Linked DNA regions of Mus musculus: region 2 is linked to region 1. The links are chromatin contacts, called in public capture Hi-C maps. All regions are on one chromosome and are shown on one strand. The core of a region is the stretch at or near the end of the contact, and the rest is flanking DNA. Distances in the headings are between cores, read along the strand shown. Region 1 holds the start of Acot1 (acyl-CoA thioesterase 1). Region 2 holds the start of Aldh6a1 (aldehyde dehydrogenase family 6, subfamily A1).

What was found. Capture Hi-C pulls out chosen DNA fragments and counts their contacts.
Region 2: a contact with region 1 is called in a capture Hi-C map of macrophages, with 2.4 times the contacts expected there. The contact joins the promoter of Aldh6a1 here to the promoter of Acot1 in region 1. A contact is called at or near these places in 1 of 115 datasets of contacts at active chromatin or transcription factors (pancreatic cancer cells) and 2 of 9 other capture datasets (macrophages and pancreatic islet).

What each region holds. Positions count from the first base shown.
Region 1 is chr12:84,006,158-84,011,470 of GRCm38.p6, reverse strand. It overlaps Acot1 (acyl-CoA thioesterase 1), which reads right to left and starts at 1,969. Exons shown (of 3, transcript NM_012006.2): 1 at 1,505-1,969. The coding sequence starts at 1,961.
Region 2 is chr12:84,448,711-84,454,023 of GRCm38.p6, reverse strand. Aldh6a1 (aldehyde dehydrogenase family 6, subfamily A1) reads left to right here and starts at 3,000. Exons shown (of 12, transcript NM_134042.3): 1 at 3,000-3,135. The coding sequence starts at 3,085. It overlaps Lin52 (lin-52 homolog (C. elegans)), which reads right to left and starts at 2,516. Exons shown (of 6, transcript NM_173756.4): 1 at 2,481-2,516. The coding sequence starts at 2,511.

The DNA of each region.
Region 1 (5,313 bases), core at 720-3,219:
AGGGTCTTAGACTTACGGATATAACATTGGCCAGAAGTGAAGGGACCTGATGCCCAAGACCTTCCTGACAGTGACACTAGAGGATGCCACCAATTGCTGCTTTTGCCCACTGCTGTGGCTCTCTGCTGGTGAACACTAGGGGAATGACCAGCGATTGCAGAGCTTGCTTCCCTGTGATCTCAGCTTAGGTTGAGCAAAAGATTCAGGCAGCTGTGGGTCAATTACTCCGACTTCTAGAGATTCAACTCGATTTATTCATAGCTCCAATAGTGGGGGCGTTTGGACTATTTTTAAGCAATGTACTTTCTGGGGCAGACATGTCACAAAATAGGGCAGAATTACATATTCATCTACCTAGCTAAAAACTTAATTCTTCCCAGAGTAACTGAAAAAACACTTCCACTCTCTCTAGCGGTGTGTTGAGTGGCATTTCCTCCAAGCAAAATTGACATTAGTTGGAAATGGCAGGCTTTGAAAGTTTTGTCACTCTTGAAGCTGCACAATATATCCTATAGTTTAGGGTTTTTGTTTTGTTTGTTTGTTTTTGATTTTTCAAGACATGGTTTCTCTGTGTAGCCCTGGCTGTCCTGGAACTCACTCTGTAGACCAGGCTGGCCTCGAACTCAGAAATCTGCTGGCCTCTGCCTCCCAAGTACTGGGATTAAAGGCATGCGCCACCACTGCCTGGCTCTGTAGTTTAGTTTTGCATGTTGCTTTTGCACTTGTCTTTGGTTATTAAAGAGGCAAAACAATCTCCTATTGCTGGTCTACAGGAAAGGCCTCCCTCCTAGTCTATGTAAGTCTTAGAGTGCAATGGAAAGAAAAACTGCAGAAGGAAGAAACGACCCCTGTTTTGAAAAGGGGTTTTGCTTTGTTGACCAGACTGGCTTGGGGCTCCGATGTCAAGGCAGCCTTTTGCTTTGGTGTCCCAACCTTCTGCACAGTTCAAAATGGATTAACATTTAAAAAAATATTTAAAGATGGCTATTGATTTGGAGATAGGATTTTTTGTTTGTTTGTTTGATTTTTAGTTAGTCCTGTTTGTCCCAGAACACACTCTGTAGCTGGCTTGGTACTCAGAGATCCCAGTAACTCTGCCTCCCCAGTACTGGGATCAAAGGTTGTCCACCAACCACACCGGGTGTATAACTGCTACTTTTCATTTTATTGTTACAAGGGTCTTGTCCCTTTCCTTAAAACTTACTAGTGGCATTAGTCTTGTAACTTAGCAGCGGAATTGAAGGACCAGCTTCAGGCAAACAGCATCACCATAACAGGCTCCTTCCAGTCCAATCCTGTCTCCTTCCCACCGAGTCCTAGATCTTTTGGAGCTACCCTTTTCTTCACTTCTGAGTTCGAGGCCAGCCTGGTCTAGAGTGAGTTCCAGGGCAGCCAGGGCTATACAGAGAAACCCTGTCTCAAAAAAAAACAAAAAACAAAAAACAAAAAAACAAAAAAACCCACAAGGGAACTTTGAGCAAAGGGAATGTGGAGGGCTGCTCACCTGGGGGCAGGAAGAGCGTGGCGCGCACCCGGCCCTCTCGTACGGGCACGCGCCGCACCCCCGGAGCCAAGAAGTGACGCTCGTGCACCGCATGTGCAAGCCGCTGCCCGCCGTCGGGCTCGTGTCCGTCCAGCACCTCCAGCTCCACCACGAAGGGCGTCTGCACGTCGCGCTTGACCAATCGCCAAAAAGGCCGATCGGGCTCCATGGCCCAGAGCAGCCCCATGGGCTCGAGCCCCGAGAAGCTGCCGCCCAGCGCGGGCGTGCGCGCCAGGTCCAGCTCGCCGTGGGAGTCCGCGCGGTAGCGCGCGTGGGCTCGGAAGAGCGCGCCCTTCTCGTCGCGCAGGACAGAGCGCAGCGTGACGGGCTGCTCCGGGGCCAGGCCGCGCACGGCGATGCTCAGCGGTTCGTCCCAGCAGCTGCGGCCCGAGGGCTCAAGGTTCAGCGTCGCCTCCATCTCGAGCTGGACTGGAAGAGGAGGGTGGCCTGGGCTCCTGGAGTAGTTAGTAGTTGCGGGCGGGACCACTCGCTGCAGTCCCATTGGTTGGCCTCAGACAGACACCTCCTAAGAGTTGTGAGACTTCTTTGTGCAAATCCTGGTTTCGCAATTGAAAGGAAGAATGTTTGCTAAGAACAAAGAACCTGCTGGAGAGTCCACAAAGTGTCTAAATCAAAGCACAATGACAGCCAAAGCTGAAAAGAATAGAAGCTACAGTTCCTCGTTGAAATTCAGAGGGTTCCCAAGAGACACACTTGGCCTGGTTCCTTCTTAGCCGGCAGTCTTTGACCAAGAATTTCCCTCGAATTCTTGGTCTCTATCTCTCTTTCCAGGATGGCTTAGTGTTTACGGAATCTAAAGAACTGGGTGCAGTTTGTGCTTCTGGGATATTGACGACTTTTACAAAAGCACACAATTTTCTGGTGTTTCCCTTATCTGAAAGGCCTGCTGGGGCTATTAAAAAAGAAAAGGATGTACTGCTGGTAGTCTGGTCTTCACTTGAGGGAGGAGTGTCCGGTCCTCTCCAGTCCCCCACCCCCCCCCCCCACACACACCCCATCGCTTAACCCCCTAGCTCACACATCTAACTGCTGTCCTAGTCAGTTTGGATTTCTAACACCGGGGGTCTGTAGATCTGAGTTCTAACCAGAAGTAAGTGGTCCACGCAAACTGGGCGACAGGAGTCCCTTCACAAAGGGACTACATGATTGTTTGTTTGTTCGTTTGTTCTTTCTTGGGTTTTTCTTTTACAGAGGTGCGGGAAGATTGTGAACAAAAAGAAACACCAACAGTATTTGTTGCAGAACTGTGTCCTCCGACCTAAAGGGAAGAGGGCTTCCAGACAGGAACTGCAGCTTTGTGAACCAGAGACAAGTGTAGAATGCAGGCGTTAGGTTGACTGAATACCCTTGATTTCACTCTTCATTGGTGGTGGTGTCTTGCCAGTCAGTGCCTCTTCTTGGCTGAACCCAGCTCTGCAGGTTCAGGTTTTAGTGACCTTTCTCCCCATTCCTGCGAATGAAGCAACTGCTGCAGGTATTTGGAGTACCTGTTTCTAAAAGAACCTTGTGGGGAAACCCCCACTCAGCTCCCGATTCGGCGTGCACCCAAGAATCACGAATAGAACACAACACCTTGATGTAACAACACGAGGTATTTTAATGGCGGAGCTTCGGGTCGAAACATATCTCACACAGGAGACAGTGGATTCGACCACGAGGCTTGGAAGCTAGGGGTTTTTATAGAAAAGGAGTGGGGCTGGGGGAGGAATTGGCACGGTTTCACATGATTGGTCCATTTAAACATCAGCAGCCTGTAACATTTAACTTAGGTCAGAGGGGTGGGAGATGGGCCTGCCCCGGCATGTCCTGGTCTGTTCTGCTATGTTCTCAGCCCCAGGTTTCAAAGCTCACAAACAACTCTTTGGGCTATTTGACATACATTACATGAATCACAGGTCTCAAGTTTTATTTCCTTTCATTTCTAAGAAACTGTAGCCTCTCATTCGGGGGCCACTGAGCTTGAAAACACAATGCTCCTGCCTCCCCAAACCCCAACACAGAGATTGAAATGCGCAGGCAGAATGCACAAAGCGGATTCTCTGCCCCTCCCATCATGCCCCAGACGGTGTGAAGAGACATACAGATGACTCTCTAGTGCGAGAGGGAAAAGGACCCAAGGCGATGGCCTGGGACTGGCTACTGAACACAAGTTCACACTTCGAGGCTCTAATCTTAAAGCCTGGAACATGTAGTTACTTCTCAGGCCCAGTGTCAAGAGTACAATATCTATAAGGAAATCAGTTGCCACTGAAGATTCTCCATGCCCGTGAGAGGTCAGTAAAACGATAGAAATTCCAGTGTTTTCACTGACTAGAAGTAGGCTGAGCCCAATACCCAGATATATGACCTGTCTCCAGGATTAAACTGAAGCACTATTTTCTGTCCCCTTTCCGGTAAGGATTTCATGGAAAGATAAAATCCTTTCCCTGATCTAGCACTTAATTTCTCTGGCTATCCTAAATTAAGGACATTCACTACCTACAGATTTTTTTGCCCCTGAAGTCCCCTGAATTTATCCAAGATGAATGACACTGGCTTTCAGTTCTGAGTTCAATATGGAAATGTTGAAGTATAAAAATTGTGACATCTGGGTCACCCCATCTCCGAACTGAACTGTGGTTAAGACACTTGATTATCTCTCCCTTGGCCAGATATGATAAATGAGAGAACAATTGAAATTAATATCTCTCTTATCTCTCTCATTTAACTGGGGCTGCCAAGTTGGGCATGCATTCACAACCTTAGACTAGATCCTCCAAACCCCTGCTCTCCACATACTGAGATTGCAGGGCTATCCCACCATAGCTGGCATTATAGGGTTATCCCACCATAGCTGGCATTATAGGGCTATATCACCATAGCTGGCATTATAGGGCTATCCCACCATAGCTGGCATTATAGGGCTATCCCACCATAGCTGGCATTATAGGACTATCCCACCATAGCTGGCATTATAGGGCTATCCCACCATAGCTGGCATTATAGGACTATCCCACCATAGCTGGCATTATAGGGCTATACCACCATAGCTGGCAGAGGGTTGAAATTTCTTGAGGCTAAATGTTAGGGTAAATCACTGCCTGCCAAGTGAGACAACCTCTGTTGTAGAAATATGGAGACCAGACTGGGAGCTCCAGCGGTAACTGAAGAGGTTAGGTTGAAATCTGTGGTCCTAACCACAGGTTAGGAATCTTTTCTTTGGACAAGCGTCTGCATTAGGCCCTGTTCCATCGGCCTGTGTGTCCGTTCACATGTCAGTACCGTACAGTTTTGTTACTGTGACTCCATAGTAGGTCTATTTAAAGTAAATTTATTTGGTGTGTTTGGATGACTTTGGTTTGTTTGTTTGGCTGGCTGGCTAGCTGGTTTTTCATGCTTGTGGGTGTTTTGCCTGCATAGATGTCTATACACCACAGGCATGCATGGTGCCCAAGGAGGCCAGAAGAAGAAGATATCGGGCATCCATAACTAGAGTTACAGATAATTACGAGCTGCCCTGTGGGTGCTGGGAATCGAACCCAGATCCTCTGGAAGAGCATCTGGTACTTTTCACCCCTGAGCCATCTCTTCAGTCCCTCCATGATATGTCTTAAAATACTGCATTGTGTTGCTGCCAAGATTTCTCTTAGTTTACGATTGCTTCGGTTATTTGGAACCTTTTGTGCTCTTAAGGATTTTTTTTTCCCTAGTCGTATTGCTGGGAACAAGCAAATGAAACCTATTCTAAGTACTAATATTTTGTTTTCAGA
Region 2 (5,313 bases), core at 1,751-4,250, 440 kb before region 1:
ATACACATAAGCACATCTCTTTGTCTTAGTAGAATTAAGTCTCCTCTCAGATACCAGCACCTTCAATTTGAAGAAGAGCTGGATGCTCTCTGCTTCTAGAACCTCACTTATCCAGCAAAAACTGGCCTTGTACCACAGTCTTCCAGATACTGGCTTTTAGAAATCCTGCTCCCAGGAGACCTCCACAGACACCAAGATGAACCCCAATTTTTTAAAAAGACAACAAAAATCTTACCAACACTTTTTTTTTTTTTTGCTAGTAAGAAAAGGATGTTTTAGCAAAAACAAAACAGAACAAAAAACAAACAAACAAACAAACAAAAAAACACCCAGGCTAGAGAATCTCTTTTGTTGTGAACACAACTTCTTTGGTAAGAGGCCAGGCATAGTGGTACAGACTTTTACTGGAGGCACAGGTAGGAAAGCAAGAGGATGGTGAGTCTGAAGCCAACCTGGGCTACACAGTGAGACCCTATCTCAAAAAAAGGAAAGAATTAGAAAGGAGGAAACTCTGGTATCCTTACTTTTGAATATAATCTAATCATCCTCTTTAGTACTAAAGACTGAACTTAGGGTCTTGGTCATGATCAACAACTCCCTAGTGCTGAACTACAGTCTCACTTCTTATTGTTCATTTTCAGATGTAGTTATGGTATGACTGTCTTGTCTTCATGGTATATATGTGGAGTACATGTGTGCTTGATGTTCATGGCGGTCAGATCCACTGGAATCGAGTCATGAGTCACCATGTAGATGCTGGGAATAGAATCCAGGTCTTTTGCAAAAGCACCAGGTGTTCCTAACTACTGAGCCATCTCACCAGCCCCCTGCATCCCCCTCACATTTTAAAAAAAGATTTATTTACTATGTACACAGTGTTCTGCCTGCATGTACACCTGCACACCAGACGGGGGCACCAGATTTCATTGTAGATGGTCAGGAGTCACTATAGGGTTGCTGGGAATTGGACTCAGGACTTCTGGAAGAGCACCAGTGCTCTTAATCTCTGAGCCATCTCTCCAGTCACTCCTCCCTTACTTTTAAAAATAAAACGTTTTATTTTAAGCTGTGTTATGGTGGTGCACGCCTCGGGAGGCAGAGGTAGGAAGAGCTCTGAGTTCAAAGCCAGCCTTGTCTATAGAGCAAGTTTCAGGACAGCCAGGACTATACAAGAAACCTTGTCTCAGGAAAAACAAAAACAAAAACAAAACAACCAACAAACTAAACCAACTTTTTATTTTAGACACGATTTGCCTACAATTCCCTCTACAGCCTAGGCAAGCCTGAAGCAACAAACCTCCTGCCTCAATCTCCCAAGCTAGAATTAGAGGTCACACACCAAGGCCAGTTTTACTTTTGGATAAACGTTAACTTAAAGCCAAATCCTTTACAGGCATTATTCTAAAACCTAGGATTAGCCGGGCAGTGGTAGTGCACGCCTTTAATCCCAGCACTCGGGAGGCAGAGGCAGGCGGATTTCTGAGTTCGAGGCCAGCCTGGTCTACAGAGTGAGTTCCAGGACAGCCAGGGCTATACAGAGAAACCCTGTCTCGAAAAACCAAAATAAATAAATAAATAGTAAAAATAAACAAACAACCCCCCCCCAAAAAAAAACCCTAGGACTAAATTAATGAAATAAGACAGAATTGGAATTTATAGTTGGGTGTGGCCCGGGCAAAGTGCAAAGTTAACAGAATAACTATATAAACTGAGATGCTGAATAATGACAGAAGAGCAATTCCAAATATTAAAGCAAAACCGCGAGCAAAAGCATACGGGTATATCAAGAACACCTATATGTCTACTGAGATGACTTGCGTCTTAGAAGACAGAATAAGCAGAATTGCTCCTGCCCTCAGCCTACGGAAACAACACATAAAGTAGAGGGGTGACGAGTTAAGGAAGAGTTGAGAAGCGTGAGAAGCGACATTAACAAGCCGAATTTTCACTCCCTCGGGACTCAGGGCAAGGAAACCAGGTCCCCGCACCTCCTGCTGCCAAGGCAACGGACCTGAACTGAGGAGACAAGCTTCTCTCTCTGCCGGCTCGGTAGAGGAATGAACCCTAGACCTCATGTCAGTCACCACTCACACTTCACAGCCATAGAGCTTGAGAGACTCATACGTACCAGCTCTACTGAGATGAGAACAGAACCAACACTCCAATGGGCCTGTTCAAAAAGAAAGTTCCCTTTCCCCTCAGCAGCTCCTTTTGAACCCTCAGCATCACCGATGGGCCGGAGCGACCTCTGTCCTTTTTCCCCCCATAGGGACTCCGGTTGATGGACTCCTTCCTAGTACACAGCAAGGAGACCTGGTACTAGGCACCTGCTAGCTGAAAAGCCGGCATACCCCAAAGGAGAAAAGTGGGAGAGAAAGGAGAGGGGCGCAAGAAAAAAAGAGTAAGGGTGAGGACAGAGGAAGTTCCCAGAGAAGCAAATAATGATACTACAGGCCAACAATCTCCAAGCCGGCTCTTACCGTCTGTGGGAGACGCCATCTTCCAGCCCATGTCACGTGACGTAACCAACCGTCGGCGGGAAAGCGAGGATCCGCAAGCCACGCCCCTAGCAGGGATAACCTATCCTTAGCTCACAGCCCGGTCTCGTTTCCCTACTTCATAGGGTAACATTTGCCTAGTCCCACCCCAGACAGCAGCCCCACCCACGGAGTGGTTAAAGTGGAACGCAGGCAAAATTCTTCAAGGACCTTATTTACTTTCCTTAGCAAGGGGGCGGGACCTTAGAGAGCCTACCTACAGCCAATCGGAGTTCCCGGTTAGGGGGCGTCTTCCCTGTGTGCTTACTATGCAGTACCAAGTCGAGGGGGCGTCTCCATATTTCCGCCAACAAAAATAGGATAAAGTGAGAGAAGCCCAGAACGCTTCCACCTTTGACCAATCACCTATTCCCAGGGGTGGGAATGATGGGTGGAGTCAAAGATTCCGACAAGTGATTGGTTATAGGAAGTGGCCCTTCCCTCCAATGGAGAGGCTCGGTCGTGTTCTGGGCGTGGCTTAACGGTGTTGCTTCAAGGGAGGCACTGGCAGCCGAGACGCAGGCGAGCTGGGCAGAGTCGGTGAGCCATGGCGGCGGCAGTGGCGGCAGCGGCAGCAATGCGGTCCCGGATCCTGCAGGCGAGTGAGGGTGGCGACGAGGGACCATGATGTTAGAAATGGGTCCTTTCCGCCCCGTCTCTAAACCATGCTTCTGCCGGACAGACTTCTTGGCCCAGCCCCTTCTTTGCAGCCCCTTGTGTTCCACCAGACCCGTGCGTCAGGGCTGTCACTCTGTACCGCCTGGCCCCGAGATTCAGCCCCGGACGGTCACGCCTGCTCCCCACTCCCCTTTACTCCTGAGCCTTTTCTTTTTTAGCTTTGACCCACCCACCTCCAGTCCAGCTCAGTCCTTGCTGTCACATGCTGGCTTGCTTTCTCTTTTTTGGTTCCTCCCACGGTCTCTCTTTCACCTCTGTACCAGCCACCTCTGTGCCCCAGAAACTCCTCCTTTTGGTCGCTGTACATAGAGTACTTTCCTTTGCCAGGAGCGTCCCTTCCCCCCATCCAGCCTCTATGTGAGGCAAGAGGGGATGGGAGCTCATTAAGGACATGGAACTAAGATCAGAGAAGGAACTTTGAATCTCCTAGACATGTACCCTAGGTTTTCATATCAAAAAGGCAGCCATTTGTTAGTTTTCACAAACATTCTGGCTTTTAGTGTTTTTCCCAAGCCCTGGGCCAAGTTAAACTTTCTCAGCGAAGTTAAACTTTTGGAGGTAAATAAGGGCATGTGGTTTTGCTAATACTGCTTCATTCAAAAGACTAAACATTCCCCCAGACAGGTGGTAGAAAATAAGAGCCTAGGAAGACACCTTCCGAAAATCAGTTCTCAAGTGCCGACATATCCTCTTCTAGGCTGCAGTTGGAACCCCACGGACGCCGCGCAAGGGAAGTTGTAGAGTTCCAGAAGCTGTATGCCGGCGATCCCCAGCTTTGATTATAGCTTTTCCCTGTGTTTGCATCTTAGCATGGACTTAGAATCTGAGGCAAGACTTGCTCTGTTCCTGGCAAGATTCATAATCCAGTATTAAGCGACACTATCTCTTACTCATCCAGCCTAGGAATGTCTCCTGTTGCACTTTTATATAAACTTTAATTTCTTTCTACTCATCAGGTTTTTAGGAGATCTACTGCAGAAATGTGTGCATGTGTTTGATTCTTGGTGGAGTCCCCAAAGGGTCAGGTTTGAATGTCATTTAATGGGACAGTGTAGAGAATGAGCTGGAGGTCTTTGGAGGTTGGCGTGACCTCACTCCCCTACTTCTGTTCTGGTATCTTTTCCTAGTAACAGATAGAGCATTTCCTCTCTAGGTTTTCTATTCCCAACCTCTTAAAATCCTTTATATATATAAAAAAAAAATCTCTCCCCTCTCGTCATTACCCCATCACCATGAGTCAATGAAAATCCTGAGGTATTTTGTCTTTTGCATAAAAGCAGAATTTCTCCTTTTTTGGAAGAAATACTTTTTTTTTCTTTCTAAAAACCAAATTGTAGAAACCTCTGAACTGACTTGGAAAAAGACCAGAAATAGTTCTTAAACAATTAGTTACTGTAATCTGACACTTTGATAAAGGCTAATCTATGTGATCATATGGTACATGTATGCAGGCCTAGTTTTTGGAGAAACACAGGCAGGAAAATCTCTTGAGACCTTCACAACCAGCCTGAGAAGGGAACCCTCCAGAGAGCAGGAGAGGAAATGAGGAGAGCAGTTAAATAAGAGGATGAAAGGCAACATTGTATACTGACATGCCTGAAGACACTTCAATGAAACCTAGTAATCAGTCAATGGTTACAAAACAAAACAAAACCTCAACAAAAATGCTTTCTAAAATCAAATGCAGAGCTAGAGAGGTAGCTGGAAGGTCAGGAGCGCTAACTCCTCTTCAGAGGGCTGGTGTTCAGTTCCCAGCACCCACACTAGGTAGCTCACAACTGTCTCTAACTCCAGCATTAGGGGTTCTTATGCCTTCTGGTCCCCAAGGGCATCTGTATGCATATTGCATACAATCATATATACACAAAAACTAAAAAAAAAACAAAAAAACAAAAAAACCTTAACAAAATCAACGACAACAAAACACCTGGATAACTTACTAACACACACACACACACACACACACACACACACACAGGGGGGCGGGGGGGGGAGGAGCTACACAGAAAAGAGAACATGTTGTACATTCTGACAGCCGCGAATCTTAAAGGAACTAACAGAAGAAACTAAGAAGGATCAAATTATATTTCAGAGTTTT